Regions from separate parts of the Mus musculus genome. Here all the other regions are linked to region 1. Evidence: chromatin contacts called from public Hi-C and HiChIP or PLAC-seq data. All regions are on one chromosome and are shown on one strand. The core of a region is the stretch at or near the end of the contact, and the rest is flanking DNA. Distances in the headings are between cores, read along the strand shown. Region 1 holds the start of Smim15 (small integral membrane protein 15). Region 2 overlaps Gm31920 (a long non-coding RNA gene). Region 3 has its middle 12 kb from the start of Gm32090. Region 4 overlaps Gm32186 (a long non-coding RNA gene). Region 5 has its middle 11 kb from the start of Gm52061. Region 6 overlaps Zswim6 (zinc finger SWIM-type containing 6). Region 7 overlaps Depdc1b (DEP domain containing 1B).

Region 1 (4,149 bases), core at 1,171-3,670:
AAAAATCCACATTCATACATCCGGGGGAAAAAAAGATTGCTAAGTTATGGGCTTTCAAATTTGACAGCTCTACCAAAAAAAAAAAAAAAAAAAAAAAGAGAAATGCGTCCACACGGTAAGTGTGCATCTTGGTCTTTTTTGAGTTGGTAACAGAGGATCACCTGGTAAAATATGGTGAGGACTTGAGTGGCATTTCCTATATTGTTCCTGTTTCTAGCAACCTGTTTCAATTACAGGTTGAATTACAATGCCAGCATTTAGGGAAGGTTTGTGTGTATTTACAGCCACCTAAAGTCTCAAGCTAAGATTTTTAAAAACCATTTACCTTATGTTAGAGTAGTGACCTCTAATTTTCCCCTGGGACTATCAGTGAGTCAGTCAGAATTCAGACGATTGTTGGTTATGTCTTCTTCAGTCTGACCATACGATGTGGAGGGGGTTAAATTCTATATACATATACATGGATGAGCTAGAAAAGAAGACAATCAAGTCATAACTATTGTAAGATAGTTGCAGGATATTTTGATCACACTGTGAACCCCAAGATTGTGCTGTAGTGTGCCCTCCCCGCTCCTTAGCACACACCTTTGGTCCCTCTGCCTGGAATGCAGACACGCCCTTAGTATACAACCTTTAATCCCAAACAAGGTAAAGTTAGTTTGTAGAAGGAAGCACCATATTTGAAAGTGATGTCAAAGTGATGAATCAGAGAAAGATTTGATACAGGATATGCCCAGCCCTCAAAAGAGGAAAGAGGAAAAAGAGGCTAGTTAAGAGAGCAGCACAGAGAAAGAAGAAAGGAGAAGGCAGTTTTACCAGGAGAGTTTTACAGAGACAGGCTGGAGAGAGAGAACAAGCTAGACACAGGTGAAGACAATGAGCCAGAGGATGAGAAGCCAGAAGAGCAGAACACATTGCTAGAGTCTGAGGTCAAGCAGAGCAATTCAGAAGAGGAGAAAGAGAAGCCAGATTGAATCAGTCAACTTGGCGAGGAGTTTGAGCTAGAACAGCTAGCTGAGTAAGTGAGTTAGCCAGCACACAGGAAGAACAAGAAAGGATGCGCTTTTCAGCAATAAGTCTCAGAAGCTGAAAACACTCTAGGCCTAGATAAGATTGTGTGGAGGCTAGAAGCTTCCGGGACTAGGCCTGGGTTAGCAGACTGAGCAGTAAGCCTCAAAGATGACAATTACAACAGGAGAATAAAAGATACCTTTACAGTAAGATTAGAAATGGAAAAAAAAAAAAAAAAAAAAAAAAAACCTCTAAATTCTCCTCTAAACACAAACAAGTAAAAACATCTTTCTATAATAGTATAGCCTCTTAACACCTATTTCTCCCTAAATTACAACTGCAAATGTCCCAAAATAAGAGTTCTAATTCGTAGAAGCCAAGTATTCTACGTAAATTATTTGAGTACTAAAGTTTTGTCTGAATAATAATGACTTTCACTAACATAAAAAAAATCAAGCTGGCTGGCTGACATGTTACAGGTACCATACCCATAAAGATTTTTAATCTTTGCGTCTACTGTTGGGGATCCAACCCAAAGCCTAGTAGAGCACAGTAGACAGATGCTCCACCGCTGACCAACCAAGAATTTAAACTGCTTGTACTTAAGAATCCTCATTTATTCGTTGGATTGGGTACATCGTTACAAAGTCAAACACTATGCTTTGCTCTTTAAAGGTTTTGTGGTCTGTAGTTCAATTAATGTACCTTACAAGAAAATAAAGAATTACCAAAATAATTATGGTACCCACAACCCGTCACATCAAGAAAACTATCACTGGATTTAACTTCCATGTCCCCATGCTATCTCCGTATTTGTATCAGAAACCATGCCCCTACTTTCAGCACATTAAACTTTCTGGAGACGTTAACCATCCAGTCCCTTGTCGCTACGCCCTCGCCCAGTTGTAACCAGTTTGCAGGAAGGTCCAAGAAAGATCGATCTTTCTCGAGTCCAGTAACGAACTAAATACAAGTCTGCGAAATCCGCCCAACTTTGCAAATAAGACTAGCGCGACTTGATGACTAGGCTATGGCAAAGTTACGGTCCACAGGCCACACATCTCGAGAGCACCTCAGTCTCGCACCAAAACATCCTCGCCTTACTTTCAGGCACATTCCTTCACCTCACAAAGCCTAGGGGACCCGGAGCTGCACCAGGCGTCTCTAGACTTACAGCTTCTCTCCTAACTTTCCCCGCTTAGCATTCTCCTTGCCCCGGGCCATGTCCACGGCCATCAGTCGGCCTCACCGGCTAAGGACGCCGCCCCGCCGAGCGAAGCCGGGCAGGACCCGCGGTCAGGAGCTCAGAGAGCCGGGAGAGCCCGGCCACACGCTCAGCTTAGGCTACAGCAAGCCACCGCAGCCCTAGGGGATCCCCGCTCCCATTCCCACTCACCGCCAGGCAGGAAAGTGGAAAGCGGAAGCCGCTCCGCTCAGGTCCCGCCCGAAGGCGGGGCGGGGCGGGGCGGGATGAGGAAGTGGCGGGCGGGTTTCCGGCGGCGCAATGTCTAGAGCCATAGCGGGAGGGCGGGGAGGGGCGGCGCGGCGAGGCGAGGCGAGGCGCGGAGGCTTCGTGTCCGCGGTCGGGGATGCTGCCGCGCGCCGCTTCGTGTGCGCTGCAGGTGGGGCATCGTGGCCTCGCGTCCTGCGTGGGACGCCGGCGAGGAGACGGAGTGGGTGAGGAGTTCGTCCAGGGGACTCTCAGCCCAGAGAGCCGCAGCTAGACACGAGGGGGACCCCGCAGTCTCCTTAGAGCCTTCTCGAGGCCGTGGAAGGACTGGCGTGTTCCCTAACTCGCCCCTCACTCATGCTGTAGAGTTGAACAATAGTTAAATATTTAAAGATTTGGCCAAGCAGCAGCCCGGCTGGGATGTGTCCAGTGAACCTTGGTAGCAGGGGGAAATGCTGCCACGCTGTGGGAAAGAGGTTCCGTTGTTTGTTTTTCATTTAAGAGCCTAACTTACTTCACAAAGGAATGGTCGATACTTGCCCCAAAGTAAACTGTCAATAATTAAACTGTCAGGGCATAGAGATCGCAATACATAAATAAAGGACTTCAAAAAGTCAACAAGCAGAAAGGGGTGCGTTAAATGGGTCTCCTAATCTACAGGGACGGAAAGATTAGCTCTGGTTTGGTTGGTGCTCAAATTTTGTGATTGCTTGCCTGAACTACTTGCTCTGTTTGACTGCCTCTGGCGAATGTTGCAAGACCTCCTCGCTGTTGTGTGCCAAATAAAGCAAGTTTTTATTCCTGAGAGACTGTGAGCGTTCCCTTTGAGGAGCAAGCCGAGACATGTATGAGTAGTTAGAGTATAACAACAGTAACCATTATTTACCAAGGAGCAGACTTTGGCAGCTAATCTAAGGATCTAAAATACTGCTACCCGGGTATATGCTAATGGCTGCATATTGTAATGGCAGCCGTGGTTTTCTTATTCTTGTGTGAAAGCCTGAAGGATTGCTTAAAACCTGTACAAACAAGCGTACCCATAACCGGCTTGTATCCATAACCGGCTTGTATCCGTGACATGTTCACTTCAGTAGATGGTTCCTCACAAGTTCTGCCTCCCAGTGTGTTGCTCTGTTTTATCTCTAAAGGACCCAGGGTCCCCGCAAGTCTTGGGAATAAAAGGAAGCAGTACCGTAAGGAAGGAACTGAGGAGGGGGTGCACCAGCCTAATCGTGCACAGTACACACACTTACAACGGAGAGAAAGAAAGCAGCAAGCTTCTTTGGCTATTGGAGACCTAGCCTTCACACTCAGATTTTAGGGCTCTCTCTTCTGGTGTATTAGGCAGGCCTGTGCAAGCCCAAGAACAGCATAGAGGTTGCCATGGAGGACAGCCTTACTGGGGCCTGCATTACCTTAACCAAAGATGATAAGTAAGATAGGCTCCCAAACCATGGGCTGACTGTTCCATGGCGAGGTCAGCTTTCTAGTCTCTGTACTGATGCCCCTACAGCACTCATTCTCTCTGAGCCTTTTCCTCCCGTATATCTAGAGGGCATTCTAGTTGACCTCTGATCATTCGGGCCCCTTCAGATCAGTAAATTAGTGTATCTGGCCAGTCCCCTAGCTCTTTATCCTTTCTGGGAGAGGGAGTAGTCACGGGTTTGTTTGAAAGACTCTTGCTATGT
Region 2 (4,149 bases), core at 762-3,261, 470 kb after region 1:
ATGGTCTAGAGAGTGGAGACTAGGACACGTGAGTTTCTAGAGGCAGAGGAGATGAATCCTGAACTAATGAGCCCCATCTTTGGTCGTGGGGGAATCCTGACTGTTTGTTGGCAATGCCACAGGATTAATCCTACTATCCAAATAACAGATCTGCTGCTCAAAAGAACTTTTTTTTTTGAACAACATTACGTGAAACTCTTTTTCTGCCATTTTACTAAAACATCACAAATAGAATAAGAATAGGTCAGTGAAATCAGCTGGCAGTCAGGTAACTTTGGAGTTGCTGTCTGTGTCCTGCTGTGAACCACTTGACTAAGCAATGTGCTTACAGGGCAAGAGTTTCCAATGTCCAGGTAGTGCTCCCTATTGGTGAGGGTGTGGAGTGAGTCCATCTGCGAAGGGAAAACACACCCGTCTGATGGCCTTTCACATGCTAGCTTCCTACCTGCAATGCCCAGAGCTGTGCCTGCTCTGTTAGTCAAATCTTTAACCTCAGTCCGTTGAGTGAGCTTTTGTGGAGTGACTGAGTCAGCTTGTGTCAGCCTTATTGCTCACTGGAATCATGGGGGGTGGAGGGGGGGAATTCAAAGTATAGATGTCTCAGTTCTCCCTGACACCAATTCCATTTGACTCTCTAGGGTGAGGTCTAATGCTGGAATTACAGAGAAGATTCTGTGTACGTGCAATTAGAGTTGACCACACCATGAGACATATTAGTGCCAGGACAGACTTCATTTCTCTCTCTTCCTTTCTTCCTTTCCAGTTCACAGATAGACTAAAGGATGGTGTATGTGTTGGGCAGACTTCTATGATAGACACTCATCCTGATTCTGACACTCTTTGTGTGCACCGTGTGCCTTTAGTATTGGTTAGACAACTTAATCATCTAGAGGAAAATGGCCAGTGGGAAGAACAGTGAGACAGAAAGTCCTGCATAATCCAAAGGCTTGTGTGATCAGTTCATAGTTAGCCCCTGCCTGTGCCATCTTCGTCTCTGGCTCTTCATTCTCCCTGACTCCAACTCTGAAGGGAAGATGGAGGGGTTGCTGACCCACATTTGTGCACATCCCTGACAGAGCCTTCTCTCAAGGCATCTAGTTCTACCCAGGTGTCCCTTTCACTATCTGCTGACGGGGGTGGCCTTGTCTGAACTGGGAGCTGGCAGCACAGCTTTTTGTTCTCTCAGCTGAGAAAAAGCTTCCTTTCGCAGTGGAGTTAGAACAGCATCCTTCACAGTGTGGCCATGGAAGCTGCTTACCTGGTTGGTTATGACATCTGTTACTACACTGCAGGTTCAAGCACCAGGGGCCAAGGTTGGGCTGGATGCGCTCTCTGGCTCTGGCAGATTAAAACAAGTCTTCCAGACCACCAGGGCTTCTGGCATCTCTTTAGTGGAGTCTGAATTTCTAGACCAAGCAGACCCTGCTCCCTTCAATTTTCCCCTGGCATTAGAGAAGCTGCCAGGGATTCTGTTCCATGCCCCTGGCTCCCCTGCCCCCGGAGGGCCAGCAGCTCTTTTGTTGGTTTGGCTCTCTACTTAGATCATTGAAGGGACTTCAGATCCAACTGGGCACCACTCTGCATTTCATTTGTGTCTTGGCAAGGTTACCATATTATTACTTAACTCCGCTGCTGCTACTCAATAAGTGGGAGCTGATTGAAATAACCACAGGAGTTACTGGAGTCCCTTAATTTTAGCACAGAGTTAAAGCTCACTCCCACAGTTGGAAGTTAAAATAGGCTGCCAGCCCACAGAAGTGCCCACCCACCACTCCTAATTGTCACCCCACTGATGCCTGTCATGGAAGGAAATGGCGAAGCTGAAGAGAACGTTCTTAGAAACAAGGTTCTTCTCCTTTTGAGGACACCTGAGGTCTTTTTTGGCCATGCCCAGTGACTTTGAAACCTGTGGATGGTGGAAATTCGCACGACTGCTTTAGTTGCTCTTGCTGGATTCCCAGTTTGTTTAACAGTCAGTTTAACAGAGAGCTACTTCTGAGAACAGAAACTTCGGTTTGGGGGTGATGAGTCATTCCTCGAGTTCAGATGTGGAAAGGGCAATGACCCTGTACAATCTAGATAATTAGACGAGCAGAAAAATGATACTTAACCTTAACCTGAAACCAACTTTGTCTTTCTTTCTTTCTTTCTTTCTTTCTTTCTTTCTTTCTTTCTTTCTTTCTTTCTTTCTTTCTTTCTTCCTTCCTTCCTTCCTTCCTTCCTTCTCCCTCCCTCCCTCCCTTCCCTCCCTCCCTTCCCTCCCTCCCTCCCTCCCTCCCTCCCTCCCTTCCTTCTCCCTCCCTCCCTCCCTCCCTCCCTCCCTCCCTCCCTCCCTCCCTCCCTTCCTTCCTTCCTTCCTTCCAGGAGGAGGGGGCCATAGCAATCAACTGCAGTCTAAATACCACAACTTAAAGAAAAAAAAATGGAGCCAATAGTTTCTTGTCTAAGACTCCCTTCAAATCTCAGAGAACTCTGTTGTCTCTTCATATTGAAGAAGACCATGCATCACTAGAGATGCTTTGGACTGGTCTGAGAGGTTATTTCTCAAGCAGCGCCTACTGTATACTATTGTTTATCATGAATTTTGACCCACTTTAAGTCTTGGGATACCCATGGCATCCCAGTGAAGCACAGATTACCCAGCCATCAAGGGCAATGGGAGACCATCTGTAGAACAAGCATTTTCTAAAAGGTTTAATCGAGTATGCTTGGCAGTGGTCACCCAAGTCTCCTCTCTCATTATCACTGCCACCACCATCCCTAAGACTCCATGGCCTCACAGCAGGGCTAGAAAAATCTTCCTCATGCCCATGTGGGCCACTGATGGCACATAAATTATCTTCAAGGACATTGTGCCCCATGCCACTTTCCTGTCCCCAAATGCTCAGTGATTTTCTGAGTCTACAGGGTACAGCCTCAATCCTGGTGCTTTTCTTCGTTCTCTAACGTGCCCCCATTATGTGTCATTGCTCTTCCGTGACAATCGCTTTGCTGTCAGAATCTGTCACCTTCGTATACCTGTTCAAACTTATTGCTTCACCTCTGTCAAGTTGTGTTTTACAAATGCCATGCCTTCCATCCTCTTGGGGAACTCCATCCAACTCCTACCCTAAGTCTCAGATTACATCTCTGCTCCTATAGGAAGTCTTTGCTAGCCTTCCTCAATATATTATGATCCCCCTAATTACTAATTTTTACAAGTCATTTTGCCATAATTTTGTTGGCACCTATCTTTTCCAACTGAATCCCTCGGGGATTCTCTCTCTCTCTTTCTCTCTCTCTCTCTCTCTCTCTCTCTCTCTCTCTCTCTCTCTCTCTCTCTGTGTGTGTGTGACTATTTGTTAGTTGATGACATTTTTAGGAGCTGACATTTGAAATACATAGGATGTGTAGACAAACATGACTCCAAGAAAGGACAAGAAAGTCCAGTGGAAGCATTGATAACTGTGCCTGAAGAACCATATTAGCTGATTGTTCTCAGAAATCTACCAGACCTCCTGTTTTGGGACTTGCTGTGTGACAAAGGCCTATAATGTGTGCTGAGACCACTTGCTCATGAACCTGCATTCTTATGAACCGGTCTCAGTAACAACAAGGGTTAAGCTGCTTCATTTCTGTTTCCTGGAGCTGTGAGCAAAGCCATCCCATGACCAGAGTTATTCACACATTTACTAAAGCAGGCCAAGCTCAGAACTAAATGAAGAAAATGAAAATTAATCAGAGACTCCCAAGGGGCTCACGTATGGTGGGTTTGAATTTACTTATTTTTTCCTTTAGTATCATAATTATTTTTCTTATTCATTTTCTTTGGTTGAATACACAACTGGAAAAAAAAAGCATGAGGTAGTAGCAGAGATGGAAATGAGTAAGCCCATGGAAACAGTGAAGCATCTACAGAGATAAAATTAGGAAGGAAGGAAACAAAAGCCGTTTCAGTATCTCTCTGCAAGCCCCTCACCGGTTTCCTGGCCTGCGCGGCTGGATCGGGCTTGTCCTGCAAGGTAGCAGGTGCTTCGGTTGCCTCGTATAGATAACAGACGTCTGTGTGGGGAAGGCCAGCTACACCTGGCACAGAGACGTCACACTTGCCCTGTTTCCCCTTTCTAGCTACACAGAAGAGATAAAAATGATCAAGTAGCCGAGGAGAGA
Region 3 (4,149 bases), core at 519-3,018, 440 kb after region 1:
GTGCAAAGACTGAGGGCACAACTAACTGTGTCTGGAATCACCTCCTCACATAGGCAATTAAACACTTGCACACTCAGAATTAGGTTCAAGTGGCTAATTGCACCGGGAAGTAGGTAATTGCAGGTGCAATTAGCTGCAAGTGCAATTTTTCACCCGAGACTAATTGCTCCCAAAGTAAGGAGATGGGGATTAGAAATTCAGCACCAAATGTATACGTGGTTATTGCAACCACCTGTGATTTTAATAGTCTTTCCCCCTCCCGACTTCAAGTGCAATGGCCTCCCTTTGGTCTTTAGGAACAGTTAGATTGCATACTCCTTCTGTGGATTGCTCTATGCAATCCCTTCTCTGATTGGGCCTGGTTTTCCTCTTTCTTTAGAACTCCTTATCCTTCCTTCTGGAAACCTTCGAAATTTAGGGGCCATGTGCTTTTGGACTGTTCAACTGTCCCTAATGAAAATCTTTCAGAGCTAAGTGAGAAATAGCCTTGAGTTGAGCAGTTTAGTGGGCGGTAACTTCCAATTAGGTCTTGACCACAGCTTCTTGAGAAGTGTCACTTGAACATGCTAGATGAAAAGCTCTCCTGCCCACCTCAGGCAAGGCAGAGGTGGACCTCCATCAAAGCTTCCAGAGATCTGTCTTCATTAGCAAATTCAACTTGAGACCTTTTTTTTTCTTCTCATGAGTGTTTCTCCTGTATCAGTAGGAGTCCAATGGGGAGAACACTATATGACATAAACATTTATATAATTATAGCATACATTTATGCTATACATATCTATATATTAAATGATTATAAAATTAAAGCATAAACATGACTTTTATTTAAATTGAAAGAAAATCCAAATAACTAATGGTATTATAGAAAGTCACATGTAAACATTATTTAGGTTGATTGCAGTTATTATTTTAAGAGAATTTAACAAAGGGCATTGATTTAACTCATATTGTTAGACAAAGGGTTAAATAAGCCTGGGGTATCTCCAAACCATAGCTTCAGGAAGCAGTTACCACCCGAAGTGCAGATGAGGCGAAGAGAGGAGCTAGCTTGACTGGTCTTGGTTACTCAGAGGCCAGTGCCATAGAATCAGGGCATAGACATCTGGTGGCCGCACTACAGAATCTTGGGGTCCTTCAGAGCTGGGACCTAGAACTTGGGAGAAGCTGCGCTGGCTGAACTCAGAGAAGAGCACAGAACTGAGGCCAGCCTTGAGTGGGACTGCGCTTAGCTGTGACATCACTGGATGACTGCGAAGCATGGTGGTGCCTCATCATAAGGAAGAAGACATGTCACAGGCTGTGCCTTGTAGGGGCAAATAGAGCATGTTTGGATAGAATGGGGGAAGTGGCAGCTGCAGCAAAATAAAGGGACAGAATTAGTAATGTGGAGCCTTGAGGGTGGTGCCCTGCCACGGTTTCCTTTGTATGATTCCCTGCACCGTAAGGAGTGTGTGTGTGTGTGTGTGTGTGTGTGCGTGCGCGCGCGCGCGCGCGTGTGTGTGTGTGTGTGTGTGTGTGTGTGTGTTTTAGAGGGGCTCTGGCAGGTGTGCAGCTAGCTCTACCGGGTGATTTTGTTGCACACTGCATTTCTTCTCACCTCACCTGGCTGATTCAATCCTCTCTACTCTCCTGCTGGGAGAGTTCAGGGCTGCCTGGCGCCCACCTCCTGGCTCCAGCAGCACTGCTGCTTCCCTGCTTACTCATTCCGGAATGGAACCGGATCCCACTTGCTGAGTTGGTAGCAGGCTCCGCTGAATGCCAATCTGATGGCAGTCGACCCTTTTGAACTCCCTCTGGCTATTGAATCTGCCATTGTTTAGACGCTGCAGTGTGCACTGAGTGGTGGCCAGGCCAGGAAACAGAGTGATGACAACCAGGGGGTGGGGGTGGGGAGGGGGTGAGAGGTGGGGGCGGGAAGACCTTTAGCATGGCTTCTGCTGGATTGCCCCTTTAGCATGTCCTCTACTGGATTGCCCCAGACTGTCTCTTCTGTTCCAGGTTCCGGTTGTGGGGTGTGAAGGTCACCCGTGTGCACCGCCCACAGGAAGGTGGTGTTTGCTGGAGGCAGAGCCAGGCTTCTTAATGGATTGTCTCCTCAAGCATTTCCAGTTGGCAAGGGGAACTTTTGCTCCTTTGCCCTTATCACCCCTCTCCAATGCATCTTAAGTCTCTAGAGGGGACCCATAAATATTAGGGGAAGTTGGGTCACCAAATGTGGGTTGGGCTAAGAAAAACATTATTTTTCTCCCTTTTCTCAGGAAAACAGAAACACGTGATGAAAAGAGCTGGAAATAGGGAAAGAAGAAAACAACTTTAAAATATCTAACAAACCTTCCCTAGTCATTCATAGCAGTGAATGGTGTTTCCCCACGGCCCTCCTGCACTAATATTTCATCCATTCATTTATTCCTTCATTCTTTAAAAATTAGCTCAAGGCCCTACTGTTGCAGAGGCTGGAGATGGGAGCCCCGGACAAAACCAGTTCTAAATCCCCAGAGCTCCCTTTCTGTCTCTCGCACACACGTTTGTGTCTCGTTTCCACGTTCCTATCTCTCGTGTGAGTGTGTGCCACATGTGCCACCTTCATGTCTCCATTCTGAAGACTGATCACCTCGACAAGCAAAAGAATCAGACTTCAACTAACCGTGCTACTTTTGACATAAACGCTGTTCCTCATTTCCACGGTTAGGATTAAAAAAAAAAAGTTTTCTTTCTTTTTCTCAGACAGGATCTTATAAAGCCAAGGCTAACCTCGAACTTGCTGTGTAACCTAGGAAGACACTGAACTAATCCTCCTGCCTCCATCTCCCAGGTGTTGAGATGACGGGAATGTTCTACCCCCCTCTGTTTTTTTAATTAATCCTGTGATAACGTGTTGGCATATTAATATTTTTTTCTGTGGATTTTGAGTAATTTATTTCCAGGCTGTATCTTTTCCAGCATCAGGCAAAACTCCTGATCACAAAGGACAGACTCTAAGGGAAGCTGATTTAACCAGAAGTGAGTGTACTAGAGGTTATCAGTGGCTTGCAGAATTGGCAGAAAACTCCAGATTTAAGCTCAGAAAAGCAGCAGGAGCTACATAATGGTGATTCAAAGTCTAGCCTGTGTCTATCTCTAGTTTGGGAGGACCTGACAGCATCCCCGCCCCCACCCCCTCACCGTCTGCAGGCCTGGACTCTGCCAGTGTTAGGAGGAAGTCCAACCCTCCTTGAGCATGATTGTCCCTGAGATACAGTGCACAGCATCTCAGCTGTGAGCATCGTCTTGCCTGACTGTGGGCTATCAGCCTGTTTTTGTGTCTAGGTGGGATAGTGTTGCCAGCCTTTCTGGTGGGAGGAGATTTTATGATTCCTACCCCAGAGGAGACATTTGGATCCTGGGTAGCAGAGAGAAGTAACATTTATTACTCTCTTAGATTCTGTCTCTGTCTCTTTGCCCTCTGTCTCTGTCTGTCTCTCTTTCTGTTTCTCTCTCTTGGTCTCTGTCTGCCTCTGCCTCTGCCTCTGCCTCTGCCTCTGCCTCTGCCTCTTCCTCTGCCTCTGCCTCTCTCTCCCCACTCCTTTTCCTATAATATATTTGCCCCCTGTATGAGGGACAGCTGAGGGTGGGGGACAATGAAAGAGATGTTAAAATTGCCTACCAGGTTTGGACATAAATGCCATTAGCTGTGTCAGGATACAGAGAAGTCCAGCTTGCTCAGCACCTCAGCTCCCTGGTGTGCTAGCCTGCTAACTGGAGAAAGCATGTTCATATGTATCAACCATTTTAGCATGTGACTCATCCTGGGTCCCACCAGCAACAAACCTCAGCCAGCTGGGTCTGGGAGATCTGTCTGCTGAAACATCCAAGTGACATCTCCACACTGGGCTGCTGTCCGGTAAAGAATGCCAGAAGTCATTCTGTTTTCTGGGACAAAGGCCCATTTCACAAAGGGCCATTGTAACAGGACTCTGGATACTGGGCTGTGCCCTGGAGTCATTGAGGACCTTAATCTTTTGTTAAAAAAAAAGCCCTTTGACAGTAATGCAGAGACCTGAATTTAGGGGCTATGTTTTACTCTTAGTATCCTAGGCTCAAGCCATGTGTTAGACTTTCTTGGTCCTGTAGAAGGGCAGGACTATACCCTGGCCCTGTGGGCTGAGATAC
Region 4 (4,149 bases), core at 578-3,077, 400 kb after region 1:
ACATCTTTATCATAGAAGTAATGAAAAAGCGCAAATACTGAAAAGTAAGCACACTCATTACCTAGAGATAAGTCTTCCGTGTACACGGTGGTACAAGCATGGCTATTTTGTAGAATAACTGGTTTTTCTTCTTCCAAACAATGTGTTGTGGATATCTTTCTACTCAAGCATCCTTTCAGTGATTACTGGTCAATGGGTGTAGGGCCTCCTTGATGATTAAGCCGCACTTCTGATGCCAGGTTCTAGTGTGCTATTTTTAGCCATCCCTTTCTTGGGTCTTTTAGGACTGTGACACTTTTTAATTTCTAAAGCCTCTGTCCACAACATTTCAGGGTCATCCCCCCTGCTGTGTCACCATGCAGGTCCTTAATTATTTTCTTAAGATGTATTCCTCAACATGCCTGGGTCAACTGTTCTGCATTTTTAAAAAAAGTTTTGCAACATTTTATCAAATCAACCTTTAGAGAGGTTATGTCAATGTACACGCCCACCTGCTGAGAATGCAGAAGTGTCCTCATCAACTACATACAATACAATTTACATACATAGTATGTATATATAGTCTTTATTCTTTTGCCTACTTTATTTTTAATTGGAATATTCATCTTTTTCTTACTAGTTTGTAAGAACATTTTTTACATTCAATCTATTTTCCCTATATTCTGCAATTTAATGCAAGTTGCCAATTCACCACCAACCCCATACCGGGGACTGAACCCAGGACCTGACACAAGCTAGGCAACTGCTCTACCACTGTGACATATCTCAGTCTGCTGATTACATTTATGTTTAAATTGGCAGAGCCCAGATTCTTAATACTTTAGTTTATGGTTTCTGCTTTTGATGTTATTTTGTAAAGGCCTTTTCCACTTTGGAATTTCCCAACTATCTACTTGTATTTTCTCCTAGTGATTCTATTTTATTTAAAAATATTTCATATTAAATTTGTGGGTTTTTTAAAAAATGGAATCTAATTTTATTTTCCAATCTTTGTTACTGTTTCTGAATAATTTTTTATTAGATATTTTCTTTATTTGCATTTCAAATGTTATCCCCTTTCCTAGTTTCCCCTCCGAAAATCCCCTATTCCCTCCCCCTGCTCCCCAGTTTCTGAATAACTTTGATCATGCCATATACTATAACTGGTTCCCAAACAAGTATAGCCAGGAGGGAAGACCCTGTCTCCAAGAAACGCTGAGAGTAGAGATGAGGGCTTGACCCCATGTCTGGAGGTACACACAACAGTATCTAGACTTTGTCACTTTCCATATTATTTAAACCCTGGTTTTGCATTTGTGCAATGAACATAATATTAGGAACTATCTCCCCAAATGGTGGTGAAGATCAAATTGTAACATGCACATGAAACACGTGTGCATGGCTCAACGGGACTAACAATGAGTAGGAATAGGTTAGGAAGAAGGACTGTAGCAATTGTGTGACATGGTAATGTTAAAAAGAAATACATCGTCACCATCTATAGATACAACTATACTTACACCGTGGGTACATTGCTGTATAGTTGCAGAGAGCTCATCCAAGTCATTCGGAGGGTTCCCTGAAAGCTGGCTTGTACCCCTAAAGCCTGGCTCTGCTGGAGCCTGGACTGCACTGAACGCCCACATTTCAGGGGAGCCTAGTGCTGGTTCTGTTCACAGACTTACTTCCAAGGCCTTCTGCCTGACCTGCCCATGTTGAAGGGAATCAGAAGAACAACCTGACACTTGGAGAGCTCACGGGACAGAGAGCACTTGGAGTCTGTGCTCAGAGCGAGCAGCCCTCTCTCCCCCTTCCTGGCTCACCCCCAAGCTGAGGATGGCTGCAGAGAAATAGTCACTGGCCGTGAGCCAGGGACACCAGTCAGCTTAACCAAAGAAATCAATGGACACTGTGTCTGCAAATGAGGAAAGTGACGTGGTAAGGAGGCGTATGCCTTGTCCAGAATCACAAATACCCGGGGTGGCAAAAGCAAAAGGAGAAGCGGCCTCAAAAGGGGCCATTTCCCATGTCAGGCAGGCCCGGGTTCACAAAGGAACGGGCACGCTGCTCTTGAGCCCTGGGCGGTGGAGGCCCAACATATTTTTATGAGGCACAGACAATGAGTAGCCATTCAAAAGGCTGATGTTGCCTCTGCTTAGAAAAGGGCAAATATTTTAGGAATCCCTTGTTACTAGGCAAATGCCTGATGACTGTTTGGAGGACTGGAACTCAGCTGCATGCACAGTACCTTGGGCTTTGCCCTTTGATTCAGAGTTCTGCTTCCGCCAAGGAGTGGCTCTCTAGTTTGGCTGCACCCTGGAACAAGCTGTGAAGCTCTTAAGCGCAAAGATGCCAGGTTTCACTTCCAGAAAGATCGATTAAATTAGGGCATAGAATGCTATTGCTAAAAAGTTTTATCCTAGCCAAACATTTCTCAAATTTTAAAGAATTTTCTGAAAAGTTTGTTAAAATGTTCCAGACTCTGGGCCTGGACTTTGACACTCCAGTCAATCTCCTATAGGATGTTATGTTCCTGTGACCTGAGGGACGGGATAGCTCAATGACCATAGTGCTTGTTTGTTTTTGTTTTGTACAGATTAGAGCATTACTTAACCAGACAGTTGTCCTAGAGCTGAAATTAAGCAGAGAGGGAATCTATGATAGTTGTCCCCAGCCTGGAGGCCCAGCACACTGATGAGAGCCCTTAACATTCTGGCAAAGTCCCCTCATCACCCTGGAGGAGACCTTACATCTTCTTGGACTAGAGGAGTCATGTGCTTGGGCTTATGTCTCCGTTGTTAGGGTTGTTTGCTCTGTCCCCCATGGGGACATGGGGATGGGGACTATATGTCAAGAGTAACAGCACAGACCCTGGGAGAGTGAAAAGCAAGGGACGTTAGAGGCCTTCCACCTAAGGAAGAATGTGAACATAAACAGCAAAGATCTAAGGCCAGTGCACTCTGTAATCTTACAGGAACTGCTTCTGCTAATATTGGTCATCAACTTGACAGGCTCTGAAACCATCGATGAGAGGTAAGTTTGGGGAGGTCTAGGAGGGAGATGTTAGATTGGGTTAATTGAGATAGAAGCCATACCACAAGTGGGTGGCAACATTTCCTGGGCTGGAGTCCATTAAACAGAAGAAAAAAACAAGCTGAGCCTCTATCTTCTTCCCTCTTAGCTTTGCGACTGCAGACACGTGTGGGCAGCTGTTTTAAGCTCCTTCCCTTCCCCTTCACTTTGCAGCCATGAAGGAAGGGTGCGTACCCTGAAGCTGTGAGCCAAAATAAGTCCTTCCTTTCTGAAGTTACTTCTTGCCAGATATTTTGTCACAGCAGGGAACGAGTAACTAATACAGGTGCTCACTTAGAAGTTACCACAACATTGATGTGTCTTTTTGTTTCTTTGTCTTTGCTTTGTTTTTGGTTCTGACTATTGGTTTTGGGTTTTTGTTTTTGTTTTTGTTTTTGTTTTTTGAGACAGAGTTTCTCTGTGTAACAGCCCTGGCTGTCCTGGAATTGGCTTTGTAGACCAGGTTGGCCGTTATCCACCTGCCTCTGCCTCCCTTAGAGGCATGTGCCACCATGCCCTGCTTATTGATGTGTCATTTAAAAATCTCAGTAAATGAACTGTGAGATTACTGTGCTGGCTAGTGTTGCTTCAACTTGACAGGACCTAGAGTCATTTGGGCAGGAGGAGACTCAGTTAAGAGACTGCCTCCACCGGATTGGCCTGTGGGGGTATTCTCCTGATTAGTCATTGATATGAGAAGGATCTGCCCATTGGAGGTGGTGTGATCCCTAGGCAGGGGGGTTTGGGATGGTATAGGAAATCAGGATAAGCAAGCCCCGAGTAGCAAGCCAGTACGCAGCATCCCCCTGCATCAGCTCCTATCTCCAGGTTCTTGCACTGCTCCAGTGCCTGTCTTGACTTCCTTTGACTGTGATGGAGAACTTTAAGCTGAAATAAATCCCTTTCTCGCTACGTTGCTTTTGATCATGGTGTTTTATCACAGCAGTAGAAACCTAACTGAACATCACCTAAAGGGCTGACTTAGGAGACTTCAGATGTGGGAATGTGTAAGGTTAAGGACAGTCCAGCCTATTACTGGTTACTGTCAGGTCCACCATTCCTTAAGTGCTGTTCTATTGAGGTGGTCTGCTGCTATGT
Region 5 (4,149 bases), core at 649-3,148, 340 kb after region 1:
TTATCAAAAGGGGGAGATTTGGAACCAGGCATGCATGTAGGAAAGACACCATATGAAGCTGGAAGCAAGGGTGAATGAGACCCTTATGAACAAGGGAATCTCAAAAACTGACAGCAAGTCACAGGGCAAACTATCATTGTCCAGAAGGCCTGTCCATACTGTGACCCAAGACCTCTAGCCTCTAGAACTATGGGAAGCCAGGTGGTCCAGGCGAAGTAACACAGTGTACTGTGCAGCTCGGCCTTTGGATCTTATGAACTATTCCTTGCAGAGCCAGCTCCCAGGTGGATCACTGTCCTTGCGAATGATCCTGTAGTGGAAATGACAGTAGTGGCAATATTTAAATTATTGGGTTTTTTTTTGTTTGTTTGAGCATCTATTTATTTACCTGGCCTGTTTAAGTGCTGACAGTACCATAAAAAAGGATAGTTCTTGGAGAACTACATACCAGAGACCAGGGTCAGCAAAGTAAATGTGTGAGTAACAGACAATAATCAGACTGTGACAAGTGTCATTGGGGAAAATAAAATGTGACAGAGAATAAGGAAACTAAAATGGGACTAATATGTGGGCATGGTGGGGGGGTCATTTTAGGAGAGAGTTCTGGAAGAGAGTGACATTGCAGTCACCCCTGAATGAGGGGAAGCAGTGCCACAAGCACTCTGGAGAAACACACCCAGATACAGAGCACACGTGTCAAGACTGGGGCCAAGAGGATGCCTGCCAGGAGGGTGGATCTACCGGAGTCTGGGGCACTGGAACAGAGAGCAATGAAGGACCAAAAGGACCAGACACTGTCTTCTACCAGTGCCACAACCCAGGTCCCCTGCTGTCCTGGTCATAAACCTGAGGTGTGGAAGAAGCTGACAGAAATACTTCCCGGAAATACACTGAGGTGGTTTCTGGAGACACACAGGAAATGGATTCTCTACTAGAAACTCAGGTCAGTGCTAGTCCAATGCCACCAGATTAAGGTCCCAAGTCCTCCTGTTCAGTCAGGAAGCCATTTTGTGTGGGTATCTGCTTTCCCCTTGGAGGAAGTCCTACACGGAAGTTCCATAGAGCCCTCACTTCTACCTCATGCTAACTCCCATACATCCCAGGACAATCACAGGGAACTTCTAATGTCATTACCTAGCAGCGGCAAAAGAGGGATTGATATTTCATTCCTTGGTAATTGTTACCAGCCTCAGTGCCTTTGATGGTTTTCCCCAGAAACAGGAGGACCTGGAGAGAGGGACGAGAAGGTGGTAGGTGACTCTGGCATGCCTTTATTTTGCTCTGTGCTCACAGCTGAAAGCACACAGTGTAGCGGCAGCAAAAACCTCCAGAACTGGCCGCAGGGTTGGGGGTGACTGGACCTTATCAACACCTAGTTTTGTAAAGTGCAGAAAGAAAAGGAATCCTTCCATACTAAACCAGACCCGCTAGTCAAATACTCATTAAAACCTGTCTGTGTGAGGCATCGTGCAAGAGGCCATGGGCACTGAAGGGAGAGATGTTTGAGCCCTTGTCCCCAGAAGCTTCCAGTCCCACTGTGGGATCTAAGAAAGACCCTGTGTGCATACACAGGTGGACCAAGAGATGATTAGCAAGCCATTAGGAGAGGAAGAGACGCTCAAGTGTTTAGGTTAACTTCTTATTTTTTTTCAGGGTAGAGGGTCTGGTCCCAGGTTGAGATCTGAGGAAGGAGAGGATGGAGGTGGCATGAGCCACCCCGGTCTGGCAGCTCAGCCCCCTCATAGAGTCTGGACCCTGGCTTTAAATGCCACTGTGAGGCTCTGCAAGGGAGGAACCGGGGTGTATGGTTTGAGCTGCTGAGTCAGAACACCTCCCAAACCCCCAGCACTTGGGGCTGTTTTTTTTTTTTTCCAGGACTGGTTTTGTCTGCTACGTGAGCCCATTTTGTCTTTGTGCCTCCTAACACAGTCTGTAGAACTCCCAGACTGCTTGATGCACAGTCATGCATAAAACATGTGCTACAGCAAGCACACACACACACACACACACACACACACACACACACACACGTCACTTTGACTTTTCAATGCTTTGTGCTAAGGGAAAAAGAAACAAGGTTAGCTTTCCAGCTTCCCACCCCCAAATTGTCCCCAGAATGGATAGACACAGCCTTCCTTTGTGCCGTTTGCCAAGGGCTCAGCGTGCCATGTGTGGCTGCTGTTGTCCTGACTCCTCTGGCTAAGGAGGAGCCTGCCCTCCCTCAAACCTAGGAATCTAGCTCATTTCCTGTATCTTCTATTTCACCGGACATGTGGCGCCCAGTTCCTGTAAGTGGCATGATGCAAGCCCAGTGGTTGGGGATGTGGCTGCTCAGGCAGATCTCTGTACCTTCTGCTGAGCTACAGGGCACATTCCCTCTCTCAGCCCCTCGTGTCTAGAGCAGCCTGGGGTGGGGTTGGGGCATCTCACTGGTGAGCACCTTGGACTCCAAGGAGCAGGAGAGGACGTGTGGAGAAAGCCACAAACAAGAACTGGACTCTTTCCGCAGTGAGATGTACAGATTCCTTGGGGGGACCCAGACTTTAGCAAATCAGAAGACTAAACACAGAAGAAAGTGAGAGGGCATTGGGGTCACAGGAGTCTTTGAAGAATACTTGCCTGGGCCTTGATTTTCAATGCAGTGAGGCTTCCCAGGCAAAAGGGAGTCACACTCTGCTAGTCAAGGCACACCCGACCTACATTTGATCTTGGAGAAACACTTTTAAATCGATCCAGTGCAGGGTCAGTTCGGTTTCCCAGGGGACCTTGTGTTTGACCAGGGCATGGAGAAATGATTTCCAAGGTGAGGCTGCCTAAAACTTAAGTCTAAATTTTCAAATGGAAAAGCCTTTCTGTCTTATTTCCTGGGTAGAAGCAAAATCTATTATCCACGAGTGTGGTTCAGGAAGCACATACAAAGCGCCTTGTACTAGTTTAAACTTGAACTCAGTTGTTGTGAGGCAGATGTGAGGTAGCCCCAGCAGAAGGCATTTCTTGGTGGAGGCTGACAGTGCTGCTGGTGAGGAAACCACCGTCCCCCACCCCCCCACATGCAGTCTGAGACGAGTGCCCTTTCTCCTCCAACCTCCATGCTCTACATAGACCAACCTGACTGGCTAGCACATCTGCATTCCAGGTGGGGAAAAGGAGGGTGAAGAAGGAGAGAATGAGACTCAGAGCTACATGTGCCATCTGGTCCACCTCCTGTTGGCCCAGAACTCAGGCTTAAAAAACAGAGCTAGCTAGCATCGGAAAGGCTAGGACATGTAGCCTTTGCCAGGAAGCCCTGTCCTTGGTTTGAAAGATGCAAAGTGGATATGAGTGGACGGTTCACCGTTTTTGTCTCGCATGCTCAGTGTGGAAGATCCTGTGCCAGAATAAACCAGGCAGGGCCCATCCACAACAAATCCACTGAGCTCTACAGAACTACAATCCTGCACACATCATTTCAAATACACAGGGCAGACTTTGAGAAAGGCACCTGAAGGACAGAGGCAAAGAATCCCAGGCTGACAAGAAAGTGTTGGAATTTGTTCTGGATCTGGCAGGGGTGGAGGAGGGGCAGCGCCAGGCAGAGGGACTAAACTGAGGCCCCTGGTGTGGAGAATAGAGCCAGAGACAGGAGTGTGGAAGGTGCGGGTGGGTAGAAAGTGAGTTTAGAAACAGTCGCCTAGATCATCCTGACGCTGGAAGCATCTCCAAACAGAGGGAGATCACATCTAGGGATGGAGAAGGGGTGTGGCCATTGGATGGGCTGTGAGTATGTGTGTCACCTGTACACACACAGGTGATGAGGGTGTGGTGGGGACAGAATTGTGCTAAGGCTATGTCCCAGGGAACAAATCAACAAAAGGACATCCTTAGCCACACGAGGGAGAGTGAATCCAGCCTGGGCTACAGATGATTTTGATTCAAACCAAACCAAACCAATGAAATAAACCACCCCATGGGTGTGAGGGTGGAGAATTAAGGGAGGAGGAGTTTGTTCAAATACAGAGACAGCTATTTCTCAGGGAAGGAAGCCAAAGAGGAAAAAGCCCTCTTAGGTCCCACTTCATTTTCCCTGGGTGAGTCAAACAGCTTTGTTCATGGACCCAAACCCACAGGGAGCCTTGCCCAACCAGCCCTGAGTCCTGACATAGCTACCGT
Region 6 (4,149 bases), core at 698-3,197, 300 kb after region 1:
CTTCTTTCTCTCTGCGCTGCCACGAAACAGAAACAGTTCAGTTGATTCTCTAATGAAACCACACTGCATGCTTGGATTAGAATCCTAGATAGAGAGCCGAGTCAGTGCTTGAACACTGAACTCACTGTCACATCATGTACCATAGCAAGTTGCTATTCTGTAGTCTCTTCCGTTTTAAGTTTTACCTTTGTAACTTGAAGTAAAGAAAATAAATACTAAGACCACACTTTAAAATACCTAGGAAAATCCCTTAAAAGAAAAAAAAAAGTAAAAATTCAAAGAAACTTGAATTTGGGGGTATTTAATTATGAGAGGTCATAAAACTTTTTCCCCCTGGGAATAGCACATTTATTCTGCTTGACAAAAGGCAGTTAAGAGTTGGGCCCATCCTTCCAGTTTTGCAGAATGGTCACCCATTTGCTGCTAGCAAGGATCTTAGTCAGGAGTCACAGCAGACAGTCACCTGCACCTCTTTATCTGTCATCTGTGCACTTCAATATGTTTTCCCTCTAGATATGGATAACTAAGTTGATATGAGACCACTCCAAAGAAATGTCTTTGTAGACTTACCGACAGCCGTTGCAAATGGCTGGCTGCATTAGCTAAATTAAGGGGTGTGTTTGACTCTCGGCAGTACTTGGCTGTGAGACTGCTACAAGTCATGGTGTCTCTGTTGCTGCTTAGTTCCCTCAGCAGGACAGAGCCGGGGGTAGATGAAGCCACCAGGCTGCTCTTCTCAGCACAGTTGTGCTCGCTGTTGGTGGTTTGCCTTCTGTCTGCTCAGACAGAAGTCCAATGACAGGAAGATAAAGCCTTTCCTCATTTTGCTGCTTCTTTGGTTGAGTCTCCGAGAGCAGTGAAGGGGACTGTCCTTGAGCACTATTAGGTATATGTAAATGAATTGTTCATTGCCCCACGGTTCAGCTGAAAGTTAGTTTAGAGTTGGGGCCCAAGGGGCGGGAGTTCCTGTAGTAGTCTCTTTAGGAATTGAACAACCCAAGGAGCCGAGGTGAGAATATCCTTTATTCCCCAAACATTTCTTTTCTTCGTCAGGTCCTGAACCTTGAACCCCCTTCGGACTGTATGCTTCTGCTCTCTTGTGATGCCCCGGCATACACTATGCTGGGGACATCACACCAGCCATGGAACCTGTCCAGGAGTCAGGAGACAGCCTATAGGGGCAAGGTAAGTGCGCTGGTTTGTTTTGTAGCTATGTTGTGTGGCTTTGTGAAATGTTAAACAGATGCATTTATGCCCTTTGGGATATAAAGTGGCATTTAACCATTATATCCCAAGAAGCATAATAGTTTTAATTGTGCAAAACCGCACAATATAGTTAAAAAATACAACCAAAAGCACAACCCTTACGCATAGTTTTAAGGCTGACTGCGTCTTCCTGAAAGGTTCCATGGCTGGTGTCGCATCTCTTGCATAGTGTTTGTGAGAGCTGTTGATCCCATCAGGGGCAGCCCAACACTACCTCAGAAGTGGGGAGCAGTGAGTTTTCATGGGATTTTTTTTTTTTAAAAGACAAGTGCCTCTTTAGCGTATCTTCGACATGGAGACTAGACATGACAATTCTTTTTGCAGGATGCCTTTAACAATAGCTTTAATGGCTGCAGAATGTTTGTGTTTGATACAACAAGTAAATGTCTGGAAACTCTTTAGGCTAACTGCCATCGAGCATTTAGGATGTGAGACTATCCATTCACCCTGCGCCCTTCTGCTTAGTGGGTGCAGGGCAGTGTGTGTGGGTTCATGAACATCTGGCCGCAGAGTGGTATGACTGATTTATTCACATGTGAATAATAGCTGACACGGCTTTCTGAATTGTGGAAAAAACAGATTCATCGAACAGGCCTCATCGGACAGTGTTCACGAGAGCCATCGAGGCATGTGATCTCCACTGGCAGGATAGCCACTTGCAGCACATTATCAGCAGTGACCTGTACACCAACTACTGTTACCATGACGACACTGAAAACTCCCTCTTTGACTCCCGGGGGTGGCCCCTCTGGCATGGTAAGTGGCCAAACCGGAAAGACTTTTCCATGACTTACTCCTTTGTTTAGTTTCTATAGCATTATTGGAGTGGGAGGTAGAGGAGCGAGGTATTCAATGGGCAACGCATGAATGCTTGGCACAGGGGGCTGAAATTTCCATTCAGATCCAAGTTCAGAAATGGTTTCTTATATCTTCTTCTATGGCTCTTGGGGAGGAACATCTTACTGTAGTAGCCCGCTTTTATGGATGGATCTAACAGCGGCCACTTTGCCCCCTTACTGGGTTTCTGTTTGTAGAACACGTCCCTACAGCCTGTGCAAGAGTGGATGCGTTGCGTTCTCACGGGTACCCCAGAGAAGCACTGAGACTAGCAATAGCTATTGTGAACACATTACGACGACAACAGCAGAAACAGTTGGAAATGTTCCGGACTCAAAAAAAAGGTGATTATGAAAGAGATTGTCTATTGGAATGGGATTCCTGGTGTGGATGGAACTTGGTTTCACGTTCTGCTGGAAGAGATGGAGTTTTGAAAGTACAGCCATGGAAATGGCCTTTATTCACCATTCCTAAAAGTGTTTGACAATGCACTCATGTGGAACACAGCCATACGTGCAATCAGACACCCATACACATAAGCTAAAGATGAATGAATTTTTTTTTTAATTTGATAACATATCTGTAAAAATAAAATCCAAGTTGTTTTGGTTGAATGTTGAAAAAAAACAAATTCCTACCTAATTATGGAGATTTTTATTTTTTGAACAGCTGATGATCTGTCTGGATCATCTAAAATGGAAGCTGGATACCTTCCTGGTGTTCTAATGTAAACACTAAGGACTTCACAGTGGCTGCCCATCCTTAAATCCCAGCAGCTCGTCTCGGGTGGGCGCCCTCAGCTGATGGCTACTGTCTCAGTTTCTGAGGTCCCTCTTCTGCACAGCCGGTCTCAACAGAGGGGCTGTCTCTAAGAGCTGCTGAGATGGACCCACTAATCCCTAGAAAGTCTGAAACAAGGCCTGGCACTCTATACTTTTATAGCCATAATAGTCTGTGTTGGAGGACTTGTTATCTATTCAAAGTGATCAGAGCAGAACCCCTGCTTGCTGAGGTAGCGGTTCGGTTGGTTTTTCAAGGTCTACAAATGACTTTTGATGAGTGAGCAACCGACAGGACACCTGACCTTGTCTTTATCTCAGTTTGTTAGTTTTCTCATTTTGGATAAATACTGTAGTAGTAACAACAAGTCTGTTACTGGTTCTCAGCTGCTGATTGGACAGTGTCTCAGTTAGGGTTTTGCTGCTGTGAACAGACACCATGGCCAAGGCAAGTCTTATAAAAACAACATTTAATTGGGGCTGGCTTACAGGTTCAGAGGTTCAGTCCATTATCATCAAGGTGGGAGCATGGCAGCATCCAGGCAGGCATGGTGCAGAAGGAGCTGAGAGTTCTACGTCTTCATCCAAAGGCTGCTAGTGGAAGACTGACTCCTAGGCAACTAGGGTGAGGATCTTAAGCTCACACGCACAGAGGCAAACCTACTCCAACCAGGTCACAGCTCCAAATGGCCCAAGAATATAGAAACCATCGCAGATAGTGTGAGAGATGTACCTGCCTTTCCTGGTTGCACACTGGTTCCTTCCGTAAGCACACATTCCTGGGATGGCTTGCTTTACTGTAATTTTTTTTTTTAATAATTATGAGCAGTTTTAGTTACTGTTGGCTTTTGTTGTTAGTTGTGTTTTTAATCCTTTCATACTTACATATACTCACCTTAAATACAAATAAATAATGAAAAGTTGCTGGAATAAGCTGGAGGGTAGAAGTGCTGGCTGTGACTTTCAGTTTCCTTTATGATGAAACCAGTAGGAGTGTGGACCAGCACTGTCACTCACAGTGCACATCATTCCAGAGTTACAGTCCGGGCCACAGGAAGGGCAGCCCAGATGGGGCTGGATGTCAGTGGCCTTGATCTGGAATGACTCTGCTCAGCCTCCCTAAATGTATTGCAGGCCCTGTAGAAAGCTTTTCTGAAACCCACTTCCTCTAAACACAGGGGCTGTGCCTGGTCCAAGGTGTTGCTTCTCAGCTGTGCAGAGGGTGCTGTGCTTTTGAGCTGAGAGCATGCATAGAACTTGGTTTAAC
Region 7 (4,149 bases), core at 429-2,928, 290 kb before region 1:
CACTCCCTATATAATGACACCCAGTTTATTTACTGGCTTCCTCAATGGGCAACACCTGCTACTGATAAAGATTCGACTGAGTGGCACCTTGGAAATAAACCTCTCTGAGGGACTCAAGCAAAGCTAACCTTTCTACAACCCTGAAATGATGTCCTATCAGAGGCCCCAGAACAAGAGATCCGGGATTATAATAGTTGGATGAATATGGCCCCCATGGGCACTATTAGGAGATGTGGCCTTACTGGAGTAGACTGGATGTGTTGGAAGAAACGCGTCACTGGGGGTGGGCTTTGAGGTCTCAGATGCTCAAGCCACTCCCGATGTCCTCTTCCTGCTGCCTGCTGACCTGGATGAGAAAGAACTCTCAGCTATCTCTCCAGCACCTTATCTGCCTGTGTTGCCATGTTTGCTGCCCTGGTAGTAATGGACTAAGCCTCAGAACTGTGAGCTAGCTCCAACTAAATGTTTCCTTACAAGAGTCGCTGTGGCCGTGTCTCTTCACGGCAACAGAAATCCTAGGAAACAGAGCAAAGCAGAACATATAGGGATATAATCAACAGAGACCCTCAGTCCCAACACAAACTTCTAACAAATTAGTTCAGAACTGTGCCACCGGCAGGATGGCTCAGCCATTAAAATCACTTGCCACCAAGCCAAACAGCCTAAGAGTGATCCCAAGGCCCCACATGACGGAAGGATAGAACCAAGTCTCATAAGCTGACCTCCACACATGCACTGTGGTACACCCCTGCCACTGCATAAATAAATAAAACTAAAACTAAAACCAAAAAAAAAACAGCTCGGAACTTAAGCTTAATTTTTTTTCAAGTTTTACACACGCACAATGCCCCACCCTCATCTCGGAGCACAAGTTTCAAGCAAGCAGTGGGTAAGATGCTGGCATGAAAGGCGCGGATGATTACTCAACTACATTCCCTGAGGCTCATGGGACACATCTGCCCAACTCCTTCTATCCTTAGTTTCTTGCCAGCTCTACACATCCAGATTGTGTGTCTGTTTCACCTTTCAGCAACTTCAAAACACCTCATCTTACAATCTGCATCTCAGAGCAAATCCCCACTGTTCTCGGGGAGCCATAGTTTAGAATAGAAAGGACTAACTAATGCCCACAAGTCTTTGTTTGTTTCTGTGTACATAACATATGGTACACTCCTCCTGTGCCCCTGGGTCAAAAGAGCTTTCTCTGCTGTCTAAAGGGAGCTAGCCATCTGAATTTCAGCTCCTTTCTCTACTGAAGCTGGTGGGTAAAAACAGGCAGTGAGAATTCACAGAGAAACATAACTAAGGATCAAAGAAAACAGCGACATCAAAGACAAACAGGAAATGGCCAAATGGACAAGCCAGAGAAATACAGAGGAAGTGGGTAAAGAAACCTGGCAAGGTGTAAAACGCAGAAACATTTTGGGGTCATACCAGAGAAGCAACTCATAGGCTTGAATTTGGCATGAATTAATCGCCAACACATCTCAGGAGGGATGTTACAGAACAGGGCTGGAATCAGCATCAGAACAGCATATTTCAACATCCTGTTGGCATGCCCACCAACACCTGGGCAGCTTCCACACTGGAGGATGGCAGTGATGGGCTCTAACCCCCCAGAGTCAGGCTGATTCAACAGATCCAGTTCCGTGTACAACAGTTCTCAGTCCAGGGTTCAGCTGGCAAAGCTCCTATCCTTGACAGGTTTTCCCCTGTGCCTCCAGGTTTACCGGGAACTCCAAAGATCCCTCCCACCTCAGAAGGTTATACAATGGTCTGAGTCACTGCTTCGCTTTCAGACAGGCCACACAGTTTCCTAGGCCTAAAAAGCTGCCCCAACTTTACTCAGCAGCCACTGCTTGTTCCATCAGGGTAGGTTCTTGCTACCGTAAACAACAGAAACCAATCCTGGCAAAGTTAACTGGAAAGGACTCTGAAAACATCAAAGAGCTCACAAGATCAATAGAGAGCTAGAGAACAGGATGAAGAAAAAAATAAGAAAGCAGAGAAAAAGTGTTGTGGGGTCCACATAAACCCTACAACACCCAAACACATCAATGCAGACGACAAAAATATATTTTAATCAATCCACTACTGGTCAATTGGGCCGCCAAACAGATTTGGGAGCTGAACTATGAAGAGAAGTTGCACAACACATTTAAAGGATAAGACCACAAACGGGGTGGGCTGTAGCAGCATCCAATCATATTTTGACATAAGGGGTTAATAGGGGAGTTTTCACCAATCAGGTTAGGAGTAGGTTCCTGGGGACACAAACTTATTTGGATCCTGACAGCAACATGGAGAACTTGTCCTTAGGATGTCTGAACTCAGACAACTGTTTCCTTACAATAGAAGACGGTCAGCTTTTGGGAAGTCCCCAGCTCTCCTAGCACCTGGGACCTTGAACTTGGTTTCTCCCTATGACTAAATAGAGTCTGGAAATGAAGCTGTAGTATCTAGAACAAGTTTCTTTTGCTCGTCCCCAACAAAAGCAGAAGGCCAGGTGGCAAACACAGCCAGAACCACAGTGAGACACGCCCTAGGGACAGATTGGTCCCAAAGCCAGCACTGGGACCATGTCTCTGCGTGCCTCCATCATTGTTCTGACAGGCTCCTGCCGTCACAAGAAGCTCCAAGCCGTCTTTTCCCTCTGCATGAAGATTCAGTCCTGGGTGGGGACACCTAAACAGCCAGGAGCAGGCTGTGAGGAAGAGGATGGGATCAATCCCTCGGGCTTTCTAATGGCCTTCCTTCCTTCCCACCAAGCACCACACAAACAGGAGCTCCCACAAACAGAAACATTTAGAATGATTGGCGACAAGAAAAAAAAGTTAAAAGTTCCGTATAAATATAAGCACATGTATGTATACACTTTTCACCAGTGTTCCAGAACGCCAACCTGGCGGCTCATCACTGACCCTTGTGAGATACAGAGCTAGAGGGAGAGTCTCTGAGATGCTTACCCACTCCTCAAGGCGCCATACATACTCCTCGAGATACTAACCAGGAGCAAAGGAACCGCAAACCCCCAGTAAATACTGACGATGCTTATAAAGAACTGAAAACTATTATGGCTTTAAAAAGACTAAGATTATAGTCCAAGCGTCAATAAGAAAATGTTAAACACTAACAAAAATTCTAAATTAAGATGGCTCATCGGGGAAAAGCCTCCAAGCCTGATTCCCTGAGTTCAACATCAGGGACCCACATGGTGGGGCGAACAACTCCTGCAAGTTGTCCTCTGACCACCACCACACACACAGTAACATGCATGCATGCACTCACACATGTAGGCAAACACACACACACACATGATCTCTTTTAAAGGTTCTAAGTGAAAATCTAGATTTCCTGAACAATAAGAAACGGACTATCCGCTAGGTACTTGGGAGGCAGAGGCAGGCGAATTTCTCAGTTCAAGGCCAGCCTGGTTTACAGAGTGAGTTCCAGGACATCCAGGGCTACACAGAGAAACCCTGTCTCAAAAAAACTAAAAAAAAACGGACTATGGGACCTCAGACAAAGCTCAGCGTAGCCTGTGAGGAAAAGCCCTCCCACACACTCAGCACTCCCGTCCTGCGGTCCCAGCTGCTTTACAGTCCATGCGCCCACGTCATTAAATTAACTACATAGAACACAGGCCTCACCGCTGGTCAAAGCTCTTGCCCCAGCTGCCTTCTCACGAAGCACAGGTCCTCTCTAGGGATGGAGAGACGGCTCAGTGGTTTAGAGCGCGTGTTTCTCCTGAAGAGGGCCCAGCTTCCATTCTCAGCACCTAGGTTTGGCTACCAACCACCTCTAACTCTGGACAAAGGGGATCTGACGCCCTGGTGCACGTACATGCTGGCAGAACACTCATACACAAAAAATAAATATAAAAATATCTATTCCATCGCCATTAATTAAAAACTTCCACCTAATTCGCCCCTCTGACCAGCCATGTTTCTCTCCTACGGCTTTTTTTCTGATTGGTGGGCTTCTGACTGGCAGCCTTGGTCTTACCTCCCATCCTTTACTGTCCAAATCCTACCCTACCCACAGGAGCCCTGCTGAAGTAATCCTCCTTCCCTCTATACAAAGCCCCGAAGGGCTCCCTCTATACTGACCGCGTCACGGATGCAGTTCCTACCTAAGCCAGGCAGATAA

The links. Hi-C and Micro-C count contacts between places; a contact is called where the count stands out from the background. HiChIP or PLAC-seq counts read pairs in DNA pulled down with a chosen protein or histone mark.
Region 2: a Hi-C map of Th1 cells shows a contact between it and region 1, with 2.8 times the contacts expected there. The contact joins the enhancer-like site here to the promoter of Smim15 in region 1. A contact is called at or near these places in 8 of 484 Hi-C or Micro-C datasets (B cells, the G1E-ER4 cell line, Th1 cells and 2 more), 8 of 115 datasets of contacts at active chromatin or transcription factors (T-cell acute lymphoblastic leukemia, bone marrow-derived macrophages, effector CD8 T cells and 5 more) and 3 of 9 other capture datasets (adipose tissue, embryonic stem cells and liver).
Region 3: a contact with region 1 is called in a Hi-C map of cerebral cortex, with 3 times the contacts expected there. The contact joins the enhancer-like site here to the promoter of Smim15 in region 1. A contact is called at or near these places in 2 of 39 promoter capture datasets (both in embryonic stem cells), 2 of 484 Hi-C or Micro-C datasets (B cells and cerebral cortex), 11 of 115 datasets of contacts at active chromatin or transcription factors (T-cell acute lymphoblastic leukemia, bone marrow-derived macrophages, embryonic basal ganglia and 4 more) and 3 of 9 other capture datasets (adipose tissue, embryonic stem cells and liver).
Region 4: a contact with region 1 is called in a Hi-C map of cerebral cortex, with 1.9 times the contacts expected there. The contact joins the enhancer-like site here to the promoter of Smim15 in region 1. A contact is called at or near these places in 1 of 39 promoter capture datasets (embryonic stem cells), 3 of 484 Hi-C or Micro-C datasets (cerebral cortex, cortical glia and liver), 13 of 115 datasets of contacts at active chromatin or transcription factors (T-cell acute lymphoblastic leukemia, acute myeloid leukemia, astrocytes and 7 more) and 3 of 9 other capture datasets (adipose tissue, embryonic stem cells and liver).
Region 5: an H3K4me3 HiChIP or PLAC-seq map of bone marrow-derived macrophages shows a contact between it and region 1, with 3 times the contacts expected there. The contact joins the enhancer-like site here to the promoter of Smim15 in region 1. A contact is called at or near these places in 11 of 115 datasets of contacts at active chromatin or transcription factors (T-cell acute lymphoblastic leukemia, bone marrow-derived macrophages, cardiomyocytes and 6 more) and 3 of 9 other capture datasets (adipose tissue, embryonic stem cells and liver).
Region 6: an H3K4me3 HiChIP or PLAC-seq map of neural tube shows a contact between it and region 1, with 4 times the contacts expected there. The contact joins the enhancer-like site here to the promoter of Smim15 in region 1. A contact is called at or near these places in 2 of 39 promoter capture datasets (embryonic stem cells and macrophages), 10 of 484 Hi-C or Micro-C datasets (Sertoli cells, cortical glia, cortical neurons and 4 more), 15 of 115 datasets of contacts at active chromatin or transcription factors (T-cell acute lymphoblastic leukemia, acute myeloid leukemia, astrocytes and 11 more) and 5 of 9 other capture datasets (adipose tissue, embryonic stem cells, liver and 2 more).
Region 7: a contact with region 1 is called in a Hi-C map of Th1 cells, with 3 times the contacts expected there. The contact joins the enhancer-like site here to the promoter of Smim15 in region 1. A contact is called at or near these places in 4 of 484 Hi-C or Micro-C datasets (the G1E-ER4 cell line, Th1 cells, cerebral cortex and 1 more) and 4 of 9 other capture datasets (adipose tissue, embryonic stem cells, liver and 1 more).

What each region holds. Positions count from the first base shown.
Region 1 is chr13:108,042,745-108,046,893 of GRCm38.p6, reverse strand. It overlaps Smim15 (small integral membrane protein 15), which reads right to left and starts at 2,420. Exons shown (of 3, transcript NM_001048250.2): 1 at 2,408-2,420; 2 at 326-469. It overlaps Gm41055 (a long non-coding RNA gene), which reads left to right and starts at 2,423. Exons shown (of 5, transcript XR_003950673.1): 1 at 2,423-2,688.
Region 2 is chr13:107,571,548-107,575,696 of GRCm38.p6, reverse strand. All of the region lies in intron 2 of Gm31920 (a long non-coding RNA gene), which reads right to left. Among named protein-coding and RNA genes, the nearest start is that of Gm32004, 8.2 kb to the right of the region's middle. Within about 2 kb of position 2,011, at least 20 of the 459 cell types and tissues checked have an H3K27ac peak or open chromatin away from gene starts, as enhancers often do. A contact at or near this core is called in the G1E-ER4 cell line, Th1 cells, double positive thymocytes and 1 more, where this site is marked.
Region 3 is chr13:107,598,325-107,602,473 of GRCm38.p6, reverse strand. No RefSeq gene overlaps it. Among named protein-coding and RNA genes, the nearest start is that of Gm32090, 12 kb to the left of the region's middle. Within about 2 kb of position 1,768, at least 65 of the 459 cell types and tissues checked have an H3K27ac peak or open chromatin away from gene starts, as enhancers often do. A contact at or near this core is called in cerebral cortex and forebrain, where this site is marked.
Region 4 is chr13:107,640,214-107,644,362 of GRCm38.p6, reverse strand. Gm32186 (a long non-coding RNA gene) reads left to right here. Exons shown (of 8, transcript XR_873933.2): 4 at 1-1,917; 5 at 2,954-3,012. Among named protein-coding and RNA genes, the nearest start is that of Gm32186, 22 kb to the left of the region's middle. Within about 2 kb of position 1,827, at least 63 of the 459 cell types and tissues checked have an H3K27ac peak or open chromatin away from gene starts, as enhancers often do. A contact at or near this core is called in astrocytes, cerebral cortex, cortical glia and 4 more, where this site is marked.
Region 5 is chr13:107,698,555-107,702,703 of GRCm38.p6, reverse strand. No RefSeq gene overlaps it. Among named protein-coding and RNA genes, the nearest start is that of Gm52061, 11 kb to the right of the region's middle. Within about 2 kb of position 1,898, at least 156 of the 459 cell types and tissues checked have an H3K27ac peak or open chromatin away from gene starts, as enhancers often do. A contact at or near this core is called in bone marrow-derived macrophages and liver, where this site is marked.
Region 6 is chr13:107,741,834-107,745,982 of GRCm38.p6, reverse strand. It overlaps Zswim6 (zinc finger SWIM-type containing 6), which reads left to right. Exons shown (of 18, transcript NM_145456.3): 10 at 1,846-2,022; 11 at 2,301-2,447. Among named protein-coding and RNA genes, the nearest start is that of Gm52061, 55 kb to the right of the region's middle. Within about 2 kb of position 1,947, at least 25 of the 459 cell types and tissues checked have an H3K27ac peak or open chromatin away from gene starts, as enhancers often do. A contact at or near this core is called in neural tube, stem cell-derived neural progenitor cells and uterus, where this site is marked.
Region 7 is chr13:108,335,855-108,340,003 of GRCm38.p6, reverse strand. The region is part of intron 2 of Depdc1b (DEP domain containing 1B); the gene reads right to left. Among named protein-coding and RNA genes, the nearest start is that of Depdc1b, 22 kb to the right of the region's middle. Within about 2 kb of position 1,678, at least 59 of the 459 cell types and tissues checked have an H3K27ac peak or open chromatin away from gene starts, as enhancers often do. A contact at or near this core is called in Th1 cells, where this site is marked.